2 separate regions of the Oryctolagus cuniculus genome follow, and region 2 is linked to region 1. A link is a contact called in public Micro-C data. All regions are on one chromosome and are shown on one strand. The core of a region is the stretch at or near the end of the contact, and the rest is flanking DNA. Distances in the headings are between cores, read along the strand shown. Region 1 has its middle 140 kb from the start of BCAS1. Region 2 overlaps ZNF217 (zinc finger protein 217).

What was found. Hi-C and Micro-C count contacts between places; a contact is called where the count stands out from the background.
Region 2: a Micro-C map of ear pinna shows a contact between it and region 1, with 15 times the contacts expected there. The contact joins two enhancer-like sites. A contact is called at or near these places in 3 of 6 Hi-C or Micro-C datasets (ear pinna, psoas muscle and an unstated tissue).

Annotation. Positions count from the first base shown.
Region 1 is chr11:7,555,858-7,560,714 of mOryCun1.1, reverse strand. No RefSeq gene overlaps it. Among named protein-coding and RNA genes, the nearest start is that of BCAS1, 140 kb to the right of the region's middle. Within about 2 kb of position 3,379, at least 4 of the 8 cell types and tissues checked have an H3K27ac peak or open chromatin away from gene starts, as enhancers often do. A contact at or near this core is called in ear pinna, where this site is marked.
Region 2 is chr11:7,820,869-7,825,281 of mOryCun1.1, reverse strand. It overlaps ZNF217 (zinc finger protein 217), which reads right to left. Exons shown (of 7, transcript XM_008274158.4): 3 at 2,325-4,068. The coding sequence starts at 3,711. Among named protein-coding and RNA genes, the nearest start is that of ZNF217, 27 kb to the right of the region's middle. Within about 2 kb of position 1,996, at least 1 of the 8 cell types and tissues checked has an H3K27ac peak or open chromatin away from gene starts, as enhancers often do. A contact at or near this core is called in ear pinna, where this site is marked.

The sequences.
Region 1 (4,857 bases), core at 2,130-4,629:
GAGTGTCAAGTGGAAAAGACTGAGAATAGGAAAGACACGGGCGGTGCCGGGGCAGGGCAAGGCACTCAAGGGCGGCCCGGGATGCTGAGGTCGGTCCATGCAGCCCCTTCTCAGGTGGTGACCGAGCGCCAACAACGTGTCAGTAACTGTTCTAGAAGCCGGGACTACCTCGGGGAATCAGATGGAGAACAGGCCCAGGCACGTGGTGCGTCCGTCCTAATGAGGAGAGAGATGCTAAACAAGCAAGGGAAAATGGACACTCTGCCCCTGCCGGGGAGGCCAGTGCACTCGGGACATCACAGGTGCGTGGCACAGGTGTGATGATAGTGCTGATCTCAGGGTGTGGCCCGGGACTCGGGGGCACAGCCTGCGATGGCCTTTTGCAGCAAGCAGCGGCTGATGCTGTTTTCAGGAGCCTGGGTAAAGTCGGAGATCTTCAGGAAGTTGGTGAAGTGGGAGACATGGATAGTTATGAAATAAATGCTGCAACTCCTTTGCTCACGGCTGCAGCCTGGTTGTGTGGGGCACGTGTGAGTAGAACACAGGCTTTTATTTGCAAAGTTGGAGCCTTTTATTTGCAAAGCCACTTGCATGCGGTCTCCCATCTCCTGTCCCCGGCTGAGACAGGAGCCATGGACCCATCATCTTTGCTCCCGTCCAATGGTGTCCGTTCTGTGCCTTCACCCCCCTGGCCTGCCGTGTAGTTGCCTCTTTGCATGGGCACCGTCTGATACTTATGGCAGCCTGAGCTCTTCCGATCTGCAAGGCCACCTGAGATTTTCATGTACTTTTGGGGTGATGAGGGGCTGGGTGTTTGGCCTAGTGGTTAAGACCTCAGCTAAGGCATCTGCATCGCAGCTCCAGCTCTTGGCTCCAGCTTCCTGCTAACGCAGACCTGGAAGGCATGGTGATGGCTCAGGCAGCCACAGGGAGACCTGCAGGGAAGTTCTGGCTTCTGGCTCCGGCCTGGCTCAGCTCTGGTTGTTGCAGGCGTTTGTGTAGTGAACCAGCAGATGGGAGCTCTCTCTGTATTTCTGCCTCTCAGAAAGAAAGGAGGGAAGCTGACAGGCTTCTCCCTGGCTCCAAGTGACATTCAAAAGAAAAAACAACGAAATCCTACAGTGCACTTTTGAGATGACACACAACTTCATATGCTATGAGAAGCTCATTTTCCTTTGAGGATTCTCTTCCTTTCCTGGGGGGAGGGTTAATGTCCTTCTTGCTGCATTGTAACTGCTGCTCGTCGCCTGTGGAGAAGTCCTGGGCTTACGAGGCACCCAGCACCTGTCACCCATGAGCTCAGCACCCTGGAGGCAGGTGCTACCTGACGATCCTAGTTTCCACAAGAAGCAGAGGCCTGGCTGCTCCACGTCTGATCCAGCTCCCTGCTAAAGGCCTGGGAAAGCAGCAGAGGACGGCCCAGTGCTTGGGCCCCTGCACCCATGTGGGAGACCTGGAAGAAAACCCTGGCTCTTGGCTTTGGACCAGCCCAGCTCTAGCCACTGCGGCCATTTGGGGTATGAATGAGTGGTTGGAAGATCTTTCTCTGTCTTCTCTGTATCTCTGCCTTTCAAGTAAATAAAATAAATCTTAAAAAAAAAGATACCTAGATGACAGACACATAGATAGGAAATAGGGAGAGATAGATGATAGATGATATAGATAGATAGATGATAGATAGATAGATAGATAGATAGATAGATAGATATAGATAGATAGATAGGGTAGGTAGATAGATAACAGAATGGCAGGTAGGTAAGTGAATAGATGCCAGTGTCTCGGGCGGTGGCTTTACCTGCCATATCACAAAGCCGGCCCCAGGTATCTTGTTTCTAACAACCTGTCACTGATCTATTCCCCGATCCACCTGCCTACCTACCTGTCATCCCTCTGTCTGTTATCTATCCAAGTACCTCTCTGTGTAGTCTCCTGCCTCCATCCACTGCCCCCTTTGTCTCTAACTTGATTGAACTTGCTCAGGCTTGGTGTTAAATTCTCTGCACGGTGAATGACAGTTCCTATTACCTCTGAGACACTTAGGAGAGTAAGAGGCACATTGTCAACACGATGTCACAACGCAGCCCTGCTCCAGGAGCTCTAAGACTCCTGCATGCGAGGGTGGCCGTTTGTTCCTCGCTGAGGGAAAGGGCCTCAGCACCCACAGGGGACTTACAGAGTCCCAGAGGCCAGGGCAGGAGGGCCCGCCTCACCTGCTGCACTCGGGCTGCGTAACTCTGTTCCCTCCAACGAGTACTTGGCCTGCAGAAGCCACGCTCTAGGCCTTGGGGAGGGGGCTCGAGGCAACGAAGGAAAGAAATAACAGCTGCTGGCGGGCCCCAGGACGGGCGCAGGCGCCGTGTCCGTTCCTCCAGGAAGGGGCCCCCACCCCTCGCCCCATGCTCATCTCCCCCGCAGGTGGGCTGGAGGAGCACCAGGTGTTTTCCATCGGGAAGCCCCTCCAGTGAGTGTTCTGGTAACAGTAAAACGAGCAGTTACATCCCCTTACAAACGGGCCTTGTCATCTCATACAGATGTTCAATGCACCCAAACCGCCGACCCAAACCGGCGCTGTCCCGCGCCTCTCTCTGCGGGCGCGCGCAGCCAAGGCGCCCGCGAGGCTCTCCAAGGACGGGGCGAGGCGAGGGCCGGCGGCGCGGTGGAGACTTGAGCCCTTTCAGTGGCCGGAGGGACGCGGCGACAGCGGGGAGAAGGCGAAGGGCGTGGAGAGGGCGAGGGAGAGAGCGAACAAGAGGCTGCGCCCGACCGATGGCGTGCGGTGTGGACAGCCCTGCCCAAGCAAGCTGCGTAGATCGTGCGCGTCTGGTCCCCAGGGCCGTCTTTCACGGTCGCCACAATCTGGCAGCCCCGCCTTCCGCGAGGGCTCCTCTCGGCCCGCAGGACCGCGGGTCCCGAGTGTTCCGCAAAGCCCGGTCCGCGGCGCGCGTCCTAGCCTGGCACCTTGCACTGCGGCTCTCGCACAAAGTGTCACTGCTGGAAAGAAAAAAAAAAAATCCCTAGCGATCGAGACTCCCCGAGACTCCCCGAGACCCGCGGGCGCGGATGCCCTCTGCTGGGCGCGCCGGGGAGGGCGCGTCGCCGCGGGAAGCCCGGGCCGCCTCCCGCCTCCCCACTCCCGTCCGATCTGCGGCCATCCCGGGGCAGAGAGGCCGGGCTGAGCTGTCCTGGGCAAGGGGAAGAAAGAAGCAAACCCGAAGCCGCCGAGAAGGAAACGATCGCTTTGGGAGCGCGGAGAGCGCGCTCACGGGGGTTGGCTGGTTTGTCTCCTGCGAGTGAGATAGTTGGACTGGGTGGGTGCGAGGGTCGGGGAGGCGGGGAGAGCCGGGCAGTCGCAACCCACAGAAGGGTTCTCACCCCGGGCGAGAGGGTGGCCGAGTCGCCGGGAGTGAAAGAGGGATCTGGGAACGACCACGCCCCCACAGCAGGTGTCCTGGCCAGAGTGTCTGAGCCAGATCCGAAAACCCAGTCTGGCACGGTGCAAAGAGAGTTTCCCAGGGGGCCAAGCGGGTCCGGTAGGGAACCACCGCCCACACGCAGTTACTGCCACTGAGCCGTATTTAATCTTTTAAGTCTAGATTTGTGTTCAATAGTCAGTTGCACGTGTCTAGTGGCTAACGCGTTACCCAGCAGAGCTCTGGTTCTGTTACTCATAGGAACACACCCTTGATGGCAGCCACAAAGACCCTGCTGGGAGGAGAAAGCACACGGAATGAATAAAATCTCAAAGAGCCAACGTCCCTCTGCCTGGTCCACAGTGGCAAAATGCACACCCCTTCTCCAAGACTTCCAGGAACTTTGAGAAACACAGCTCTGCCTGGGAAGGGCCAATGGCCGGAGACAGCGCCTGTACAATGCCAGAGGCTGGCCCCCAGCCTCTCCACTCAGCCCTGGCCTGTGGCTGATGCTGCGGCATTGGCAGGAGGAAGATCCACTGGCCACTTGTTTCCAGAACTTTTCCTGGTAACCTCATTTAGAGTCTCCCCAGCAGCTTCTTAGCATTTCTCAAATTGCCTGCTGGTGTTACAGATGTGGCCTTTTTGGTTCTAATTATAAATTCCGGGGTGATGTCATCAAGCCCCCAGACGCCCAGCGGGGCTGCGCGGCCTAGGAGAGGACAATATGCTAACAAGTTATCTGGAGGTGTCAGAGAGACATGATGGGAAACAGTACAGCCAGGGGAGTGTTTTCCAGCCTGCGTTTTGGCTTCAGCCACTGCATGGGAAGAGATAAGGCGCACATGGTTTTCATAAGGAGGCATCGGGATCTCTAGGGCACAGGAGGCGGGAGGGGAGAATTGGGCCAAAAACATGCAATCGTCACATATTCACCGAGAAAGATTACAGTGCAGCGCAGGAAGCTCGCCCAGGGGCTCTGACGGGGCCTTTGGAGCCAGATTGTGCGGGACGTGGGACAGCTTGACTTCAACTCGATGGTATTTGAATAATCTGCTGGAAGGAAAGCAGAGATGGCGATGCTGTCCCATTTAGCGTTGAAACTCTCGGTTTGACTATGAGTCATGTTCAGCCATGCTCGGAGGTCAGGCCTACCCTCACACAGAAACAAGTGGGGAACTGAAGCAAATACTCAGATGCGCGAGAGATACAGCTACTGGCCAGGGTTGTATCCCCGATCCCAACCCGGGACAGGGGTGCTTTTATAAGCGGTTGGTGATGGCCGGCACTGCCTTGCACGTATTAAGGAGCAGAGATTACAGAAAAGTCCAGAATGATTGGGGGGGGATGCTTTCAGCTTGAGTCACACAGAGTTAAGAGGGAAACTGAGGGCCTCCCACCTCCGAAAGGAACATCTTGCTTTCGGCCCAAATGGAAATAAAAATTG
Region 2 (4,413 bases), core at 747-3,246, 270 kb before region 1:
TCTGCTATGGCCTGGGAAAGTAGCAGAAGATGGCCCAGGTCCTTGGGGCCCTGCATCCATGTGGGAAACCCAGAAGAAGCTCCTGGCTCCTGGCTCCTGACTGGGGCAGCTCTGGCCATTCCGGCCATTTTGGGGAGTGAAAGAGTGGATGGAAGTTCTCACTCTCTGCCTCTCTGTAATTATGCCTTTCAAATAAATAATAAATATTAAAAAAAAATAAAAAGCAGCTTAGAAGCAGGCCTTGGTGAGCCTTCAGGTTTTACATTAGGGCAGGACTGCACCGTCTGCACTGCACCACAATTCCTATGCAGGGAAAAAGCACCCACATCTAAGACAGGAAAGACCTAAGAGCTGACACCTTTAAGGTGTCATCTGCTTTTGATCTTCCTGAAAGTCTGAAGAAAGCCAGGCTGATCGTACAGAAGATAAGTCTAGACAAACTCTGGAAAACCAATTTCCTGAGTAGCGAATGCCCAAGCTTGCTTCCTCACGCTCACGCCCAGCCAGAAGGCTTTGCCTTTGCACCTTGTCACAGCTTCCCACTTCCAACTATGCGTCCGGATTTCACCATGCCGCATCATGCAAGATAAAGGCATCGCCTAACTTTGGGACAGCAAGGACATGGAACCCGCACAGCTGCCTGGTCCAGGCGGCTCTGTACTGTAATGGGCTGGGAGCTTTTCACCTCCAGCCTGCTGAAACGCTCCCTGGCAGGTGGAAGGAGGGTCAAGGAAGCCATCTTGCAAACAAGGAAACTGGAGCAAAGATGGGCTGAGCAACACGTGGTGAGCCAGAGCACCACAGCACAGCGCCGGGACGGAGAGCAGGGCACCCTACCACGCCCAGCTGTTCCACCCCACCTGCAAATGACCAGCCACTTCCTGCCTCACATGCCCCTGGACAGAGGGCATCACTCGGACAACAAGCTCAGTGGTTAAGTTAAAGCCTGCTTTATGTCATCGAGCCACCGTTAAGTTTTCCTAAATTCCTGAAAACTGAGGATTTGCAGTGTGCTCAGAGCTAGGTTTCCTGTACCCCAAGGAACACAAAACATTATAGGGGCCGGCACTGTAGTGCAGTGGGTTAACACCCTGGCCTGAAGCGCCGGCATCCCATATGGACGCCGGTTGAGTCCTGGCTGCTCCTCTGCCAATCCAGCTCTCTGCTATGGCCTGAGAAAGCAGTGGAGGATGGCCCAAGTCCTTGGGCCCCTGCACCCATGTGGGAGACCCGGAAGAAGCTCCTGGCTTCGGATTGGCACAGCTCCAGCTGTTGCGGCCAATTGGGGAGTGAACCATTGGATGGAAGACCTTTCTCTCTCTCTCTGCCTCTCCTCTCTATGTAACTGACTTTCAAATAAATAAATAAATCTTTAAAAAAAATTATAAATATGAAAGAAAAACTACTGCCCTCACATCAAACATGTCAAACCATGATCAGAAAGAAGACCTGGGCACCAGCTTCCATGCAGGTGCAGAGTTCAAGGTGCTGTGGTCAGGTTCACCAGGGCCCACACACACACACAGTCCCTGGAGGACTTCAGTGAGTGAGGCTGAGAGAGGACAGGGCATCCGTCCCAACTGACAGCCCCTTGTGTGAGCGACCATGTCCCGGAGACCACCCCATGCTCTCATCATGCACCTGCTGACTGTGCCCACAGGTGAGGGCTTTTTGTAACTGCTCTTAAGCAGCAGAATCCTTTCTTCACACCATGTCCTGTGGCTGGAAGCTCAGCCGGCCCCAGGGATCGGCCACGTCAGACTTCACCAAGCAAACGGAATTTCTTCCAAACAGCCTGGTGCGTTCCCATTTCCTGTGTCTAACAGGCAAATCGTCAGAGCTCCTGGTCAGAGGGCACCAGCCTCCAGGACAGAAAGGACGGGCTGCCCCTGCCTAACGCTTCCTGTTCTCGCTCATGCCCAGTAACTCCTGTGGCCTCGGAACCCCCCTGGGATCCACACGTGGGAAGCCAGCCCCAACAGACACAGAGGGAGCCACAGGAGCTCAGGGCAGGGATGGGGTCTCTCGGCCATCACAAAACACCGGGTGGGGTGCCAGAAGCCCTGCGCACCATGCCCTGGCCTCTGCCCTGCGGGTGCCAGCATGTATGGGCACGCACAATACCACACACAGAGCTCTGACCACCAAGAATGTCACTACACATCACCAAACGTCAACAGAGGGCACCATCACCCAACTGTGAAACACCTGTGTCCCCTGAGCAAACAGACCACAGAACTGTCACCAACAGGGAGACAGACACCTCCACAGCCAGGGTCCACCCTGCAGCCCCTGTGTGCCCGGGACCCCGGGGATCAGCTCACCCAGATGGAGACCCTCGGGAAGGCCATCCTCAGAGCCATCCTCGGAGCCGCCTTCGCCTCGGTCTACGGCTCCGCCCTCGTCCAGGCTGCTGGCGAGCTCGGGCGAGCACGTGCCCGGCTGCCTCCCGTCCAGGGCCGAGGTCGGCGAGCCCGCCTCGGCCCTCCTCTCCTTCCTGTGCACCCGCGAGTGCAGGACCAGCTGGTGGTAGGTGCGGAAGGCCTTGCCGCACTCGGAGCAGTGCGTGGGCTTCTCTTTGCTGGCCGACAGCTTGGCGTCCACGTCCCCAGGGGCCCCGTCGCCGCTCGAGTGCCTGGGCTTCTCCTTCTCCTGCGAGAGCCCCGCGCAGCCGCCTTTCGCTCTGGACTTCCCAGAGCCTTCGGACTTGCCGCCGCTCCAGATTTCTCCCAGCTCTTCTTTCTCTGAGCACGAGTCGTCGTTGTCGGTGCTTCCTTCCTGCCCCGACTCCTTCACTTCTTCCTGGGCCACGGCGACCTTGCCCTTGGTGGCCAACTGCCAGGCCTGGTAGGTGGTGAAGGGGTCGAGCTGAGGGATGCACTGCACCTGCTTCTGCACGCGCTCCGGGTGCGCTTTGGGTCTCAAGTCCAAACACTGCAAGAACTCTTCCCTGGGAGATGGCGCGCCCTCGGGCTGGGAGGCTGCCTGTGCACTGCTGGGGCAGGACGTAGTGTCTTTGGTGTGCACTTTGCTATGCTCTATTAGACTCTCTTTGTTTGGAAACAGGAATCCACAGACCATGCAGATCTTGTAAGGCGACGAGATGCTCCCGGCCGCGTGCGCCTGGACCACCTCGTTGATGGTCACCGGGCTCTCCAGGCCCTGCTGCGCCTTGTTCCTGGCCCCCGACTTGCCGTTGTGTGTCCGCATGTGGTTCTTCAGGAACCACGGCTCCTTGAATCGTCTCCCACACAAGCTGCACCCGTAAGTGAAGGAGTCCTTGTGTTTCTTCATGTGGGCCTCGACGTCGAAGGCCACCCGAAACGCCTGCCCGCACACCTCGCAGCTGAACTCCTCGTTCTCCTTGCAGCTCTTGTCCTTCGGGGGCTCGGCGCGCACCTGACTCTTGTCCAGCGGGCTCAGGTACTCTGCTTCCACCCGCAGCACTGCGGGCTCGCAGAGGGTGGGCCGATGCTGCGTCAGGACGTGCTTGTTGAGGTCGTCGGCGTGGCCGAAGGACTGGCAGCAGAACATGCAGTCCAAGGGCATGCAGCCTTCCATCTGGATGACGCTCCTCTCCGTCGGGGCTCTGAAGGGCACGGCGGCGGCCCCTCGGAGCGCCACGGCGTCGTCCATCTCCACCTGGGTGCCCAGGGGGCTGCCAATGACCTCCGGCCCATCCATGTACACGAGGAGGGACTGGGTGGGCATGTTTCCTGTTGCCTCAGGGCTGGGCACAAGGTAAGAGTCGCGAGCTTCCTCTGGGGGGACTTCTGGAGTTGGAATAAGGCCACTTGTAACAAGACTCGTCACTGCCACCTCCAGCAGCCCCGGGTTGCAACGCCAGAGCGAGCGACCAGGACGACAGCGCAGGGAGACCGTGGAAGTTTCCGGAGGCTCGTGATGGAGACTGGCACTGGTCCTGTCCACAGACAAGGCATGCAGACTCCCCAGGGTTTTGATTCAAGTATGAGTCAGCACAAAGCCCTAGTTCTCGTCTCCATTGAGCAGGTGATTCAACTGAGCAGCAAGTCAATCCCAGCGACCCGGAGACGGGGTTTCCAAAACCTAGGGAGAAGCAGAAGTGGTCAGCTATGCTCAGAGCAGAGAGGCACGGGGGTGACTCACGTGGTCCCTGCCGGGTCAGAGAAGGGACCCAGCTCAGGTGCTTCACCTCTAACACACGCAATAATGCCTCTTGGTCAACAAGTGGTTAACTGAACCACGACCATCTCATTCAAGCTGGCACACTTACTGCATCAGCAGAATTTCATCTAGTTAAGAAAACGTCGGCCGGCGCCGCGGCTCACTAGGCTAATCCTCCGCCTAGCGGCGCCGGTACACCGGGTTCTAGTCCCGGTCGGGGCGCCGGATTCTGTCCCGGTTGCCCCTCTTCCAGGCCAGCCCTCTGCT